Regions from separate parts of the Xenopus laevis genome. Here region 1 is linked to region 2. A link is a contact called in public Hi-C data. All regions are on one chromosome and are shown on one strand. Each heading gives the region's core, a stretch centred on a gene start, on an enhancer-like site or on the middle of the called end of the contact. The rest is flanking DNA. Distances are from core to core; before and after follow the strand shown. Region 1 has its middle 40 kb from the start of rnf144b.L. Region 2 has its middle 16 kb from the start of rnf144b.L.

The links. Hi-C and Micro-C count contacts between places; a contact is called where the count stands out from the background.
Region 1: a Hi-C map of the XL177 cell line shows a contact between it and region 2, with 2.4 times the contacts expected there. The contact joins two enhancer-like sites. A contact is called at or near these places in 2 of 4 Hi-C or Micro-C datasets (the XL177 cell line and the XTC cell line).

What each region holds. Positions count from the first base shown.
Region 1 is chr6L:99,014,554-99,017,253 of Xenopus_laevis_v10.1, forward strand. No RefSeq gene overlaps it. Among protein-coding and RNA genes, the nearest start is that of rnf144b.L, 40 kb to the left of the region's middle. Within about 2 kb of position 1,293, at least 1 of the 7 cell types and tissues checked has an H3K27ac peak or open chromatin away from gene starts, as enhancers often do.
Region 2 is chr6L:98,958,144-98,960,843 of Xenopus_laevis_v10.1, forward strand. No RefSeq gene overlaps it. Among protein-coding and RNA genes, the nearest start is that of rnf144b.L, 16 kb to the right of the region's middle. Within about 2 kb of position 1,273, at least 1 of the 7 cell types and tissues checked has an H3K27ac peak or open chromatin away from gene starts, as enhancers often do.

The DNA.
Region 1 (2,700 bases), core at 43-2,542, 56 kb after region 2:
GGTACTGTTAAGGATAGGGAGGACCACATGTCATATGTTCAATATGGTACCAGTATTAAATGTATGTTTGCAAATGCAAGGAGTCTGACTGGTAAAATGGGAGAGCTGGAGGTGCTGGAGGGAAAATATGATGTGATTGGTGTGGCCGAAACATGGCTGAATGAGTCACATGACTGGGCAGTTAATATCAGTGGCTATTCTTTGTTTCAGAGGGACAGAGGCAATAGAAAAGGAGGAGGGGTATGTCTGTTTGTTAGGCAGGATTTGAAAGCTCATATAAACGAGGAGGTTATGTTAGAAAATGAGGGGGCAGAAGTCTTATGGGTGGAGTTCTTCACCAATTGTAAAGAGTCCAGCAAATTAATTGTAGGCGTATGCTATAGACCCCCTAATGTAAGTGAGGAGGAGGAGGCGATGCTCCTGATGTAAATAGAAAAGGCTGCTAGTTTGGGTAACGTAATGATTATGGGGAATTTTAATTACTCAGATTTTGAATGGAGCAACAGTACTGCCAGATCAGTTAATGGGAACAAGTTTATAAACTTGTTGCATGACAATTTTATTGCATAGGTTGTTGAGGAGCCTACCAGAAAAAATGCTATTCTTGATTTAGTGATCTCAAATGACCCAGAACTTATAGCAAATGTGCAAGTCATTGAACCCCTGGGTAATAATGAACATAATGTTATATCATTTAATGTCTGGTGCAAAAAAACAAATATATACTGGGGCAACAAAAACCATGAATTTTGGAAAAGCTAATTTTAGTGCCTTGAGGGCTGCCCTACAGAGCTACTTAATGCCCTATTGATTGGTCAGCTAAAAACACAGAACAGAAATGGTTGTCATTTAAAATGATATTAAATCATTACTGTTCTCAATTTATTCTAGAAAGACAGACACCTGTTTATTACTAATACTAATGTTGGGGGAGACGTTATTTGGCTTGTGGATTAAATATAAATAATTTTATAGGAATTTTGCTTTGAAATTGATGAATCTCATAACTTTTTATGAATTGATAAACTGATGCAGTATTCCGGACTTTTAGTAGGCATAATTGTATGCTGATATAATGTACAATTTTTTGTTAAAGATGACTATAAACAAGTTGTGTACACACAATACATTTACATTTTGATTTTAGTTTTTGTATTTATTAATGGAGTGCTGGGATAGGATTCCCTTGATGCTTTATGTCAAAAGGAAGAAGGTGAAAGGCTGGTATTTTTTTCTATAAAAGGTGGTAACCCTACTAGAGCCCTTGGTTAGGGCAGCAGCTGGTGGTCCCTCCTGCCCATACCATGATATGTGCAGCTAACTCCAGTGGCGGGCTGAGGGGATACCGGTCTCAGCTGCAATTGGGGCATGGATAGGACAACAGCACCGTCTGTGCATGCGTCAATCATTAAAAGAAGGGGTCGGGTGGAGGTCTGGTGCCTACAGCAGCGCCAGACCTAAATACAACCCTGGCATTAGCCCACCAAATATAGCACAGTGTGATATGAAGACGTGGTCGAAAGGTAGTTAAATATATCTTTATACTATAACCAGACTGCTTAATGTTCATTTTCGAAAATTTTGTATCAGTTCTTAAAAGCCTTTTGTACATTGTATGGCAGTTTGGCCTCAAAACTAAAGAGCACCTCACAGACATAAGACATTAGAACTTAAAGGGGTAGTTCACGTTTAGGTTAGCTTTAAGTATGCTATAGAATGTCCTAATCTTAGCAACTTTTCAATCGTAAAGTTTATTTTTTCCAGTATTTTAATTATTTGCCTTTTTTGCTGCCTTGTTTCCAGCTGACACTGACACTGGCTACTTCATTCAGACCTTTATATTATTCAAGGAATCACCTGACACTCTCTGTCATATGTGCAGGGGCGTATTTATATTAAGGTTTTGGGGGGCAGCCCTTGGGTGCCTATAAATTAATTTTTTAAATTAAAAAAAAAAATCGCCCAGCCTCTTCCATGGATTTCCATAGGAAATGCGGTGAAATTGCTGGGGGCGTAAGGGGTATGGGGAAGGGGTGGTTGGCGGAAGTGACATCATATACACATGTCACTTCTGCAACGTCCGTGTGTGTGATGTCACTCACATAACGCGCTGACATCACGCACGTCACGTAGGGGGCATGTTTAGGTCCGGTGCCTAGGGCAGCATCGGACCTAAATATAGTCCTGCATATGCGATGTGCAAATCTTGTAAGTTTGCTGAAAAATTGGACGACCGCACAATGGGAGAGACTTGACAAGCAAAACACAGAACTAGATGTAACGTACCATATGTCAAGTAGTACCCCTGAGGCCTCCAGATTGTGGAAAGCTTAAAGACAGAGGAGGAGAAAATACAAACAATTTAAGGAATGGTAACGGAAAACAAAATAGGGCTCTGCAGCTGGGGTTGAACAAAATTTGCCACAGTGGTTGTTCAAATGTACCTCTGGTACGTGTCCAAAGCCTCTTAAACGATCTCATAATTACTGTAATAATAAAATAGTACCTTGTATATGATCCCAACTACAGTAAGATATAATTAATCCTTATTGGAGGCAAAACCAGCCTATTGGGTTTATTTAATATTTACATGATTTTCTAGTAGACTTAAGTTATGAATATCTAAATTACAGAAAGATCCATTATCTGCAAAACCCTCATTCCTTGAGCATTCTGGATAAAAGGCCTCATACTTGTATT
Region 2 (2,700 bases), core at 23-2,522:
ATTTAAAACAATCCATTAGTGGCCAGGGTCCCCACGACAAGTTATAAAAAACATTGGTGGTCAGGAATCCCATAAAAGATTAAAAAGAAACTATTGGTATTCAGAGGAATTTACCTTAAAAGTTCTCCTTGGCCGTGGTTTTCTTTGGTGGCTTTGAGTGCTTTTGGTGTATTCGGCTAATGTTCAGAGGATTTTGCTCCGTTTGTCTCCCTTCAGCGCAGCTGCCGCCCCCTTTAAATTTCCCCCTTCACAATTCACCTGGCAGCATGACTGCCCCCTACCAAATGGCACCCCTGAGTATACCTCCTTTTAAGAGCACAAAAAATTACCCTTCTTAGTGAACTTCTGTTTATCTGTGCTCCAGTAATCTAATTATCTACCTCACAATGACCAAACCTGAAGTAGCTTAAAGGGATACTGTCATGGGAAAAAAAAAAATTCAAAATGAATCAGGCAATAGTACAACTCCAACAGATTTCTGCACTGAAATCCATTTCTCAAAAGAGCAAACAGATTTTTTTATATTCAATTTTGAAATCTGACATGGGGCTAGACATTTTGTCAATTTCCCAGCTGCCCCTGGTCATGTGACTTGTGCCTGCACTTCAGGAGAGAAATGCTTTCTGGCAGGCTGCTGTTTTTCCTTCTCAATGTAACTGAATGTGTCTCAGTGGGACATGGGTTTTGAGTGTTGTTCTTAGATCTACCAGGCAGCTGTTATCTTGTGTTAGGGAGTTGCTATCTGGTTACCTTCCCATTGTTCTTTTGTTTGGCTGCTGGGGGGAAAGGGAGGGGGGTGATATCACACCAACTTGCAGTACAGCAGTAAAGAGTGATTGAAGTTTATCAGAGCACAAGTCACATGACCAGGGGCAGCTGGGAAATTGACAATATGTCTAGCCCCATGTCAGATTTCAAAATTGAATATAAAAAAATCTGTTTGCTCTTTAGAGAAATGGATTTCAGTGCAGAATTCTGCTGGAGCAGCACTATTAACTGATTCATTTTGAAAAAAATGTTTTTTCCCATGACAGTATCCCTTTAATTTCCCAGTTGCCCGGTTCAGCTCAAGAATATCAAAAATCATAGTTTTTTGTTATTAAAATAATAGGCAAAAATAATTTTTTCACAAGCTTTTTCATTGTGTTCATCAAAGGATATACTGCCCCTTTATTAGTCATGGAACTGTAACGGGGAACTGTTGTGGTTGCTGTAAATTGTATCTGTAACCATATGAGAGGGGTAAGCAAATGTTGCCCTTAAAAAGAGGGCCCCTGTGAGTCTGCACGGTGCCTTATTACTTAGCGATAATTACTTCTCATTAGTTTTCAATTTCACCTGAAGTAGCTGTGAGTCAGTAACTGCTTCTGCACTCGCTGGGATGCATCAGTCCGCATACCGTACAAATTTCCCTTTTTATCATTAATTACAGGATGGCTTTTTTTTAAAATTGTCTTTTTTTTCAAAGCACCTTTGTTTAACCAGCTTTCCTACCACCAGGCATACGTGTTTGCTTTGTTTTGTTGATGACACACTAATCAGCATAGTTGCACCATTAATCTTGACTTAGCTTTGTGCTATTTGTCCGGTTCTTCCAGTTTGGTGCTACCTGGAACATTAAACAAGAAAGGCATTCTTGGTTTGAATTACATAATGTCTGCTATTTATCACTTTATACACCTGTGCACTTTTAAGTCATGTGTACCTACCAGACTGTGATAATAGTAACAAGCTACTGTTGGAAATGTTTGAGCTCTCTCTTACTATATTGTAATTTCCACCCTTTTTTATGGGGGAGGGGAGGGGGATATCAAAAATAACTAGTCTGTGGGTCCCATAGAACAGCAGTGCATGTGCTAACTAATCTCATTCTTATCTATGGGTCTGTACCCACAGCAGTGGAAGCCAAAGCTGAGCACAGAAAATTGTATTCTTCACCCTGCATTGCTCTATCGAGACCCCTCACCCACCCAAGGAGGAATAAGATCAATAAGCATATACATTGCCATAAAGTGCAACAATAATTTCACATGGCAGAGCAATTTAGCAAAAGTTTTTAAATTGTGGCCATTTAGCCTAATAAATATGCAACAGTCTTTCAATAAGGCATAGGGACTTCTCAAAGCACCTGGAGTACCGTATATACTCGTGTATAAGCCGACCCGTGTATAAGCCGAGGTACCTAATTTACCTAAGAAAACTGGAAAAATGTATTGACTCGTGTATAAGCCTAGGGGCCCCATGTCAGATTTCAAAATGTGAATGTGTAAATGTGTAATCATGTTTTATGGCATAGAAATCTATCTAAAACTATTTAAAAGAGCCTCCCCATAATTCCATCAGCAGGAACATGACACTGCAAAAATATGCTTACCCTGAGAAGGATCAGTGTGGGCCAGGTTATAAATAGGACACAGTTCTCTAGCACAGACGCATAGTGATGCCACTGCTGATCCGACGGGGTGAAAACATCAAAATCCCTCATAAAATGGCTGGAGAAATGTTCCCCTTTACACCCAGCACCCTGCGAGCCCTGCAGAGACAGAGGGAGCTCTGTCTTGTCCCAGCTTTGACTTCCAGCCCAGCAGTGCGACCCCCTGTGACCCGGCCCCAGCAGGACTGTCTGTGACTGACTGTCACGATCGCCGCCCGGAGCGGCTGTCACAGACAGTCCTGCTGGGGCCGCGGAAGGAGCGTATC